Linked DNA regions of Danio rerio: region 1 is linked to region 2. A link is a contact called in public Hi-C data. All regions are on one chromosome and are shown on one strand. Each heading gives the region's core, a stretch centred on a gene start, on an enhancer-like site or on the middle of the called end of the contact. The rest is flanking DNA. Distances are from core to core; before and after follow the strand shown.

The links. A called contact is a pair of places that touch in the nucleus more often than the background predicts.
Region 1: a Hi-C map of hematopoietic stem cells shows a contact between it and region 2, with 4 times the contacts expected there. The contact joins the promoter of txndc5 here to the promoter of zgc:101569 in region 2. A contact is called at or near these places in 3 of 18 Hi-C or Micro-C datasets (caudal fin, hematopoietic stem cells and an unstated tissue).

Annotation. Positions count from the first base shown.
Region 1 is chr24:8,165,897-8,171,990 of GRCz12tu, forward strand. It overlaps txndc5 (thioredoxin domain containing 5), which reads right to left and starts at 4,676. Exons shown (of 10, transcript NM_213016.2): 1 at 4,448-4,676; 2 at 2,329-2,481; 3 at 2,076-2,181; 4 at 1,881-1,977. The coding sequence starts at 4,614.
Region 2 is chr24:8,038,064-8,044,078 of GRCz12tu, forward strand. It overlaps zgc:101569, which reads left to right and starts at 2,903. Exons shown (of 6, transcript NM_001005995.2): 1 at 2,903-3,098; 2 at 5,539-5,709. The coding sequence starts at 2,969. It overlaps si:dkey-197c15.6, which reads right to left and starts at 1,517. Exons shown (of 2, transcript XM_692391.11): 1 at 453-1,517. The coding sequence starts at 1,206.

The sequences.
Region 1 (6,094 bases), core at 3,426-5,925, 130 kb after region 2:
GAGAGACGCACAAACGCTCTTGGTTCTGGAGGTAATTAATAATATAATACCACTAATATTGAAATGGTTACGGCGTTTTAGTATGACCAAAGCAACATTTCAGGGGCCTCATGTATCAACGCTGCATACGCACAAAAACTTTGCGTACGCTAGGTTTCACGCTCCGAATTGCTTACGTTTGGATTTTCTAACGATGAACTGAACGTGGGAATGTGCGCAGCTCCACGCCAACTTCATGGCTGGCGTACGCACATTTTTTTGTGCGTGTCTGTTTTATTTCCATTGGCGACTCCTAGAGGCAGTTGTGTTAAATTGCACTCTACAAAGTGTCTGAGCCGTGCAATGGCAGCTGTATGAGACGGGATCATCTAGGAGGTATATAAGGTTTCCATACCATGTAGTTGACCAGCCAAACATTAAAGCGCAATTCGCAGCTATCGCCGGTTTCCCAATGTAATGGGAGCTATGTACTGCACGCACATTGCTATAAAGACACTATCTGAAGATGAATTTGCATGCGTGAATCAGAAACATTTCAATAAATGTGCAAAAAAATATGATGCACAGACTAAAAAATTATTCCTATTGGTCTTCGTCGTGATAAATAGTAGGCAAAATCTGATATGAAGCAGGGAAAAAAAAGAAGAATGACTTCATTAGACGCTAGATTCGAACCGAGTTCATGCTCGAATTTGTCAAAACATGTTGACGTGTTTTATAAGCTGCGCCACCCAGACTGCTAAGGGCACTATAACATTTTGCACTAATACATCTCACTATTTCTATATTTTAATTCACTCAGTGTGATGTTCAGATTTAACTGTTAACCGCATCAGCTAAACTCTTACACTCTATTTTTTTTCTTTTGTTATTAATTCCTTAGGACAAACTTGCAAATAACAGCGTTTTTCTCCGGTCTACCTCCGAAAGCAGCACCTCCAATTCACATTCTGTTTCAAGTTTCTCTTTTTGCTTGCTTTTGCTTTTTCGTTGGGCTTTGCCAAAGTAGAGTCATTAGCATATTCATACGGGGGGGGGGGAGCAGGAAGGGGTTTTGCGCTTGTGCATGTTGCGCTCAGTTTCACGTTAATTCGGATGTACAAATAATATGCGTGGGATTAGGCATACGCATCGTTTCATACATCTGATTTTTTTTCTGCGAACGCACATTTACAACTTTGTACGTACGCAATGTTTTAGTACGATTTCCACGCAAGTCTTCGTACATGAGGCCCCTGGTGTTTTACAAAGTGCTCAGCTTGCTGGTTTGTCCATTCACACACATTTTTATCATCACATGATCTCTATAACAAAATCACATGACCTTTTTTAACGCACATACTGGAACTTGTTCTGTAAAAGTGTTATGCTCATGCATTTTTTATGTGCATTTTCAAAATGGTTGTGCATCTTGACACTTCCATCAATCGATTATTAATGCGCATATCCTAAATGTGCATAAAAATAGGTGGATGGAAACGTAGCTAGTGTGCTTTTTACAATGCATGAATTTGAATGTTCTAAGCACATTGGCGTGATGGTACACACCAGGGGGCAACCTAAATTGATCAGAGTGCTGTGATTGTATGAGTCAACGTGATACGATTATAAGCCGTTTCCTGGTTTTATGCAGTGATATGACAGGATGTAATCTATGACTCAGACTCAGTAGGTCTGCCCACAACTCGGTCTCCTCGGATGAGAATCAGAATGCTCTAACTTTTTTTAAATAATAAAAAAACTAAAGATTTTTAAGAAAAAAAGTGGATGCAGTACTGCTTTAAAGGCACTAGATTATTGCGATTGAGCATGTAACATCCCCTTTAAATTGTTTGTCATTCAAAAATTGAAGAAGTCGCAGGCTGATTATGAGCTTCTACCTTTAGCGATGTGTGATTTGAAGTTTGTAGCTGTGAGTTCATACAGGCCCTGTTTGGGTTCGGGTACTTTGGGTGGCTCTGGTTCACTCTGGGGCTCCTGGTATGAAAAAGGGACAGATAAAATAAGAACAAACTATTTAACAGTGACAATTACAAGACCTCGACTAAATACTCAAACTAGAGTAATTTGATTACTTCAGGTTCCTCCTGCAAGGTTTTTAACATCCAGTTCTCCAGGGCCTGCAGGTCTCGTGGGCCCTGATACTTCACAGCCTCCTGCTCAGGTTTAAACAACTTCAGACTGTAAGACAAACACAGGACAGTTAGCCAGTCAATGATTAATCAAACCACATTTAACTTTTACCATAAGCACATGACTGTCAGGTTAGTTGATCATCCTTTAAGAGATGGTTGGAGGAGATAATGTGCTGTTATAAACGGTGCTTACGTTGGGTATCCACGGATTCCATGTTCAATGGAGCAAAACTTAGTGTCTTTTGTGCAGTCGACTTTCACAACATACGCAGGAGGAGCCTCCATACTGTTATATTTGTCTGCCAACTCATTCCAGGTTCCTTGCAGCCTCTGACAGTGACCACACCTGTACACAACAAACATGAACACTTTTAGCACTATGTAGACACTGTTCACTAGGTTATTACATATACATCTCTTTATATTACAAAAGTTATTTTAGAAGATCACTAAATCTGTTGCAGTGAAATGCTCTAAGATGTAAAAAATCTAAATAAAAATAATTGAATTAACTTTTATTATACACTTCACATTTGAGAAAAGAAAAATGTCCAACAGGAATATTTAGCTCTTCAACATGTCACTTTAAAATTATTTCATTTTTAAAAGTAATACACATAGGTGAATATGACTTAACAATAACTATTTTGCAGTTTGTGCTCTCACCATAATGTGCACACATTAAAAAAGTATTCTATATATAATAAGATATATGTTGTCATATATACATTCACCGGCCATTTTATTAGGTACACCTGTCCAACTGCTCGTTAACACAAATTTTTAATCAGCCAACCAAATGGCAGCAACTCAATGAATAGGCAATGAGTGGCAATTCTGTGGGTGCAAATGCCTTGTTGATGCCAGAGGTCAGAGATGAATGGCCAGACTGGTTCCAGCTTATAGAAAGGCAACAGCAACTCAAATAAGCACTCGTTACAACCAAGGTATGCAGAAGAGCATCTCTAAACGCCGTCGAACCTTGAGGCGGATGGGCTACAGCAGCAGAAGGTTGGTATGGACAGGAAACTGAGGCTACAATTGACACAGGCTCACCAAAATTGAACAATAGAAAATAAAAATAAAAACATTGCCTGGTCTAATGAGTCTGGACTTCTGCTGCAAAACTTAAATAGTAGGATCAGAATTTGGCATCAACAACATGAAAGCATGGATCCATCCTGCCTTGCATCAACGGTTCAGACTGATGGTGATGGTGTAATGGTGTGGGGGATATTTTCTTGGCACACTCTGGGCCCATTAGTACAAACTGAGCATCGTGTCAATGCCACAGCCTACTTGAGAATTATTGCTGACCATGTCCATCTCTTTATGACTACAGTGTACCCATCATCTGATGGCTACTTCCAGCAGGATAACGCACTAAAGCGCGAATCATGGTTTCTTGAACATGACAATGAGTTCACTGTACTCAAATGGCCTCCGCAGTCACCAGATCTCAATCCAACAGAGCACCTTTGGTACAGTATGTGGTGGAACGGGAGATTCACGTCATGGATGTGCAGCTGACAAATCTGCAGCAACTGTGTGATGCTGTGTATCATGTGGATATGGACCAAAATCTGAGGAATATTTCCAGTACCTTGTTGAATCTATGCCATGCAGGATTAAGGAAGTTCTGAAGGCAAAAGCAGGTCCAACCTGGTACTAGTAAGGTGTACCTAATAAATTGGACGGTAAGTATATATTTTTATATACACACACAAAAAGATACTGTATCTTTGTAAAAGGCAAATTAATGCACACTGTGCATGAAAACACAGATTTCTTTTCTTTTTTTAAACATAACAGTGTTAAGTTAATGCATCTACAATACTGTAGTGAGGTGATAACGAGGCACTTTAAATAAGCCCTATCATGGCACAGAATGAGAAAGTAAATATTAAATATTTTATGGTCAAATCCAAAAACTATTCCTAGAATTTTTTTTTTTTTTTTTTTTCTGATGAGGAAGTGATGTCTGATGTCATGGCTGTTCTTGTTCTGCCACGTACACTAAAACTTTATGACTGCAGGAATTTTAACTTTTTAGCCAAAGTCCACTATTATAGTTTTAACTAATCAACGGGCATTTACATGAACGAACATCGCAAACTTTGCATGCATTTTATCCCACAACTGATTTCATAATGAACGTGCCTGCAGACTTAAAGTGGCTGGCGAAGTTGATCATGAACAAATCTCAGGAGTTTAAGCCAGAAGTAACACGAGATATATCTCAATGCATTCACCACTTAATGTAATATCACATATTAATGCATAAAGTGTTTGTTGAAGGTGTTCAGTTTTACCAGGGCGCGAAGAACATGACGAAGTGTGGAGCGGTAGAGATGGCATCATTGAACATCTCCACCGTATATGTGTGTTTGGCGTGCTCGTCCTCCTCTGTGTCATTGTCACATGATAATCTACTACATAATAGCGCCAGATAAATAAAACTCGTTAAAAACGGCTTCATGATCAACACTGTCCGGGCCTGCGAATGAAGCGGAGCGGTGAGTTTATATGAGTGTGTGAGTGCGTGCGCCGCTATGAGTAGAGAGAGTTGATATCTAGAACACCCAAAGAGCAATTATCACTGCTCCGGCGGCGAGCCGTATGATTTGTAGATCTGATCTGGTGCGCATGCGCCCTTATCAAGTCCGCACATCCGGGGCACCGCTGTACGGAGGCTCATGAGAGCCATGAAGTTTTACAGTGCATTTCAGGAATATTAATTGTGCTAAAATATACAGAAAATTAAGAAAAATGTATGATTTTGTGTGGTTTTATTTGTGACTCCCATGCAAGTGCGAAAGACCCAATCCTATACTAAATGTAAAAATACTTTGTATAGCTTATTGTATGAATCTTATATAGCAGTGGTCACCAAACTTGTTCCTGGAGGGCCGGTGTCCTGCAGATTTTAGCTCCAACCCTAATCAAACACATCTGAACAAGCTAATCAAGGTCTTACTTGGTATACTTGAAACATCCAGGCAGGTGTGTTGAGGCAAGTTGGAGCAAAACCCTGTAGGGACACCGGCCCTCCAGGACCAGGATTGGTGACCCCTGTTATATAGCCTAAGTCTAAACCAGGGGTGTCCAAACTCCGTTTCTGGAGGGCCAGTGTCCTGGAGAGTTTACTTCTAACCCTAACCAAACACACCTGAACCAGCTAATCAAGCTCTTACTAGATATACTAGAAACTTCCAGGCTGTTGAGTTGAAGCTAGTTGGAGCTAAACTCTGCAAGACAGCCCTCCATGACAGAGTTTGGACACCCAGGTCTAAACAATGAAAATTGCTATTTATTTGTAATATTTTTGAATTACTAACATTTCTAATTAAAAAAAGTTTAAGATATGAATTAAAAATGTTTAGTTTATATTAATGTTTAATTAGCCTACATTATAGTAAACTATTTTTTAAATAAAAACACCCATTTATTTACATATTATTTTATTCTAATGATGTTATATATATATATATATATATATATATATATATATATATATATATATATATATATATATATATATATATATATATATATATATATATATACATACATACATATATATACATACATACATATATATATATATATATACATATATATATATATATATATATACATATATATATATATATATATATATATATATATATATATATATATATATATATATATATATATATATATATATATATATATAAATATGTATGCATATATGTATGTATATATGTATGTACATATGCTTTTCATTGACTGAATGTATAAAACCAACAAAATGAGCCAATATTCTGGGAAAACCTCTTTACAAATATAAAAAATTAACAGCCAATAAATATTGGGTTGTTGTGGATTAATAAAGGGACTAAGCCAGAAAAAGATAATGAATGAATGAATGATATGTAATATTTTACTAACCGACAGGTTCATTTTCAATATGTTCT
Region 2 (6,015 bases), core at 1,653-4,152:
TATTTCATAACTGTAACAAGAAGCAATTCATTCATAACTTAACGTAAAAACAGCTATCATGACATTATTTATCAATATGTAGCTCTTTATAGATTCTAAGAAAATATAGAAATTAAAAATGTAAAACAGGAAGTATGTTAGGACCATTGTTTTGATTACATCCCTTAAATGGTTTATAGATGTTAAGACTGTTGCACTTTTTAGTGCTGTCAATATGCTTATGTTTATATAGGCTTATTGGTGTGTGTGTGTGTGTGTGTGTGTGTGTGTGTGTGTGCCGTTGCATTGAACATTTGTGTTTACAACCACCTTTGAAATTAGTGGGGGTCGTGAGTCACTGACGTTGTTATTTTGGGGGTCGTGGGCTGAAAACTTTGGGAACCCCTGACCTATAGGATTTAAGGTAAAATAAGAAAACTAAAGGTTTATTAGTTGTTCCCAATGGTTCTTACCAATGATCCACGTGTGCCCGTGTTGAAATATGCTGAACTGTCTGCCAATGTCCGAGTTTTCCCAAACAGAGTGTTCAGGAGTTCCCCCAGGACAGCACTGCTCCACACTAAAGAGATTCCCGTCCGCGTCGAATATGACCTGCACCATGATTGAATGATAACCCAGAGTATTCACATACATGCGTTCCTCCAAGACGGGAGGTCTCACCCTTATGTGCAAATACCCCAACACTCCCACCACATGCGGGATGCCGCTCAGGTTCTTGAAGGCTTGTGCGGCACCCATGCGGTCGTTATAACTGTTCGGGAATGTGATGAATTCGGGGGTTAAGTCTGATAAGAGTTTGGTGGTGGCCTTCACCGCCTCGCATGCTGTTTTCTGATCGATTCTCAGACGGTCTGTGACTTTATTTGGCAGAGACCCCTGTGCGTAGTAGGCAAGTGCGGCCAGAATGTTGGCCTCGGACAAGTTCGGCTTGTGGCTGGACGCAAATATGTCTTTTTTAAAACGGGCCTGGATGAAATCGATGATGAACCGCAGACACTGTCGGTTGAGATGTAACCAGCGTGAAAGGAAGTGATCGTCCAGTCCGCCCAGCACAGAGTGGATCTCGGGAGCAGAGATGGGCTCGCTGGTGCTGGGCTGTTTGTCTGGTTTTTTGTTGCTGATGTTGGATGATGTTGTGTTGTTACATACACCATTTGTTAATAAATCATCCTGAACTGCAAACCACAGCGCACCAGCTAAAGACATTATGAGCAGCAGGGGGGGAAACTGTTGAAGTCCTCCTCTGGGTTGTGTTTCAGTTGACTAACGTTATCTCGATTACTGTCTACAAGAAAACTTCGCGTGAACTGGACCATAAAGCGTCAGTATCTTCAAACATCAGATTAGTCCATGAAAATAAAGTATTAACTGAATGGAATGACGACCGGGTAGTACTTAAAACATCTCATCTGCGTTTGGTTTACGTAATTTGGAAAGAAAAGCCAACACTTTACCTTCAAAACAAACGAAAAAACACGAAATGAATGAGAGGCATGTTGAGGATGGATCGCGTTTACACATCCGGGTCAGGGGAAAATGTCTTTGAATTTCAAAATACAGGTCCCGCTATATATCAGGAGAAAATAGTAACTAATATTATTAATTCATTAATTTTCTTGTTGGCTTAGTCCCTTTATCAATCTGGGGTCGCCACAGCGGAATGAACCGCCAACTTATCTAGCACATGTTTTATGCAGCGGATGCCCTTCCAGCTGCAACCCATCTCTGGGAAACATACACACTCATACACTACAGACAATTTAACCTACTCAACTCACCTGTACCGCATGTCTTTGGACATTGGGAAAACCGGAGCACCCTGAGGAAACTCACGCGAACGCAGGGAGAACATGCAAACTCCACACAGAAACGCCAACTGAATCAGCTCGAACCAGCGACCTTCTTGCTGTAAGGCGACAGCACTTCTGCTCCACTGCGTCGCCTAACTAATATTAAACATAAATAAATAAACTATAACTTTATCTAGAAGATACAAACAAATTACTTTTCTAAAGAATTAACTCATTTATTGCAGTTAATATTACGTTAAAAGTGTTTATTCATTAGGCGACACAATGGCTCAGTGGTTAGAACTGTTGCCTCACAGCAAGAAGGTCACTGGTTCCAGTCAGTTGGCATTTCTGTGTGGAGTTTCTCCCAGTATGTTCCCCCAGTGTTTGTGTGGGTTTCCTACGGGTGCTCCGGTTTCCCCCACAAGTCTAAAGACATGTGGTACAGGTGAATTGAATAAACTAAATTGGTCGTAGTGTACGAGTATGAATGAGGGTGTTTGGATGTTTCCCAGTGTTGGGTTGCGGCTGAAAGGGCATCCGCTGCGTAAAACATATGCTAGACAAGTTGTCGGTTTGTTCTGCTGCGGCGACCCCAGATTAATAAAGGGACTGAGAATGAATGAATAAAAGTTTTGTGATTGAAAGTGCATTCTATACGTAGGCTACATTAATGCAGTGTTTCTCAACCATGTTCCTGGAGGACCATCAGCTCTGTACATGTTGCATGATCTTAACCAAACACACCTGATTTAGATAATCAGCTCATTAGCAGAGACTGAAGGAACTGTAATGGGTGTAACAGACAAAGGAGACATCCAAAACATGCAGTGTTGTTAGTCCTCCAGGAATGTGGTTTAGAAACACTGCATTAATGTAATTTATACATGCATTACTTAGTATTGACGCAACATAACCTTAATTTTTTTCCAATGTCATTTTAATGTATAAATGGGCTTTTGTAAACAATAATTATAGTGAAATAACATATAAACTTGAATTTAATTGAACTGAATTAATGCCGTTATCTGAGTGACTTTTAATTTGGCATTCTGAATTCTGAAGTGTCGTTTATTATTATTATTTCTTGTCGTAAAAAAAGTGAAGTTTGACGCAATATACCACTTTAAACTACGCAAAACACAGATGAGACACACGTTAACAGTTTCTCCTTAATTATGGCTCTAACTTTAGGGAGAATGTCAGTTAATAGTGCCTTTAGGAGGGCGATCCTGAGTTTAAACTACGTGAAAGGACAAAGATTTAACAGCAGCACTTCAAACAAGGAAAGAAAAACTACGAGCTCAGGTAAAGTAAAAACAAAGTTTCCCCCTTTGTCGGTAGAGGTCAGCAAAAACTTAAAGTTTGGACTTTGGAGGAACTCACTACAGGTCTGTATGAAAGTAACTTAGTGGGAGTAACCTGACCGGTAGGCGAGGCCAAAATGGAGAGGCGTTCTGACAACATGTCACCTGATTGGGTTTAGGTTGGGTTAGGCGGGGGTTCATTAAGGGAGATCATTTTCATTGCATGGTTTAGAAAAAAAAAAATCACCAGTTTGGAAACACCCACACATTCAGAAACGCCCGTGAACGTAGGAGGGGACTGTAATGTTCACAACTGACCAATCAAATAACTTTTACCTGAGACTCTTGTAAGCTGAGTTGGACTTCAGCAATAGTGCAATGGGTGAATAGCTTTCAATCTTCCTCTAAGTTCCAGTTAAAGACGACATATCGTTAATGTTACCCAGTGTTTAAGTAGCAAGAAAGGAAAGATTATTTAGAAATACCTAACGCTACGGTTGACCTTATTAACTTATTTAGGGCATACAGAAACGAAAGCAGAGTTGTGACGCAATGCACAGAACTAGTCGAGCCTCGTAACTTACTATTTATATTACACGAGAATCTGCACATAAAGCTAAAGAATATATATTTTACTTTTTTTAAACGCATGGCTTCAATCCCTAATTTTCTGATTGAAGTTGACGCTGCTCAAATCTTTGTTTAACAACAAAAAATGTGTCCGATTTATGGTACTATATGAAGAACTGTTGTGTATTGACTCTGCTTTGATTTAGCTTTCCTGTAATGCTCCTAATTTATTTATTTTGATACACTTTTATACAATTGTAATTTACTCACCCCTTTCTTTGTTAGTATTTTTTCTGTCTGCAGTTAATGTAGCTTGTATTTTCCCTCTTTTGTATCTCTCTTATATTGATCTCCTGATTGTGGTTTCATATTTTCATCATCAAAAAAAAAAAAAAAAAAAAAAAAAAAAATATATATATATATATATATATATATATATATATATATATATATATATATATATATATATATGTATGTATATGTATGTATGTATGTGTGTGTTACACAGAAAGTGATATTGAAACCATCAAGCATATTTTATACAATTGCATATACTCAGAGTTATTTTGGATTTATGTACACGACGTGTACATGTCTCATGTCAATATCCATGTAAACCATTTTTGCTGAAAACAAGTCAAATTTGGTGTAACTAAAGAAAATTATTATAATTAAATTATTAATATTACACAGTGTTTTGGAATTACATGCAGACGCAAATATGGGTTGTTTTAATAAACACCTAATTTTAATAAAAACCTCATTATTAATAATAATCTCAAATGAAAATGAGAGTAAAAAAAATATTAAAATTGTTGTAATGTTCAGACACTAAAGGTCTTAGGATATTCAGTGTATAGGAGATGAAAAATTATTACTAAAAAAAAAAAAACGTCAGCACTTTTAAGGTTTACAATGTAAATCCAACTAGAAACATTTGTTTGGTAAACAAAACTACAGTAGCGCTATAGTACATCTGCTACAATACATTGAAAATATAATGTTACAAATTGTGTTGTACGTTTTTAAACTTAGGTTGTGTTGTAATTTTTTGCTGTGAAATTACATTTTAATATTTATTTTAAATGACCTATAGTCTAATTTAAATTTAAATCAAAAAGCAATTTATTAAATCATTTTAGTAGCGCTATAATACATCCCCTAATATACATAGAAAATATATTGTTAAAAATGTTGTTGTACCTAAATAGACTAAAATGATTATTCAATAATATCACTTAAATTAACATAAAACGTTGAATAAATATGAATTTATACACATTTACAAATAAGTAAATAAATAGGCTGAATAGATGGCCTCAAAAATTCACCTGTATAAGGTGTCTGTCCATCTATCTTTCCATCTATCTTTCCATCTATCTTTCCATCTATCTTTCCATCTATCTATCTATCTATCTATCTATCTATCTATCTATCTATCTATCTATCTATCTATCTATCTATCTATCTATCTATCTATCTATCTATCTATCTATCTATCTATCTATCTATCTATCTATCTATCTTTCCATCCATCTATCTATCTATCTATCTATCTATCTATCTATCTATCTATCTATCTATCTATCTATCTATCTATCTATCTATCTATCTATCTATCTATCTATCTATCTATCTATCTATCTATCTATCTATCCATCCATCCATCCATCCATCCATCCATCCATCCATCCATCCATCCATCCATCCATCCATCCATCCATCCATCCATCCATCCATCCATCCATCCATCCATCCATCCATCCATCTATCTATCTATCATTTTTAAATTGCCCTCTATTGTATGTACAGCACATTTCAACAGATTAATTTAGCATGAATATAAATGTTCAGTCCTATGATTGTGACAGGTTCTAATGGCCCAGTAGTTTCTGAGAGAAGGGGTGCAGTGATGCTTATTGGGATAAACCGTCCTGAGGCACGTAATGCAGTGAATCGAGAGACTGCTCAGAGACTGACCGAGGAGCTGTCAGCCTTCGACCAGGACGACAGCCTTAATGTGGCAGTGCTGTATGGAGTGGGTAAGTTACACATGATTTACACATTAATAATCAGGTGGATAAAGCTGATGTAAAGTGATGATCAAATTCAAGTTTGATGGTTGTTGTCTGACTTGCTGTAAAAATTCATGAGTTCAAGAGTTCATTATGGATGCTAAAGTTAACTAACATTAGAAGTGAACGTGCAATACATTAATTAATTAATTCATTCATTCATTCATTTTCCTTTGGCTTACTCCCTTATTTATGAGGGGTCCCATAGTGGAATGAACCACCAACTATTCCAGCATATGTTTTACACAGCGGATATCCTTCCAGCCACAACCT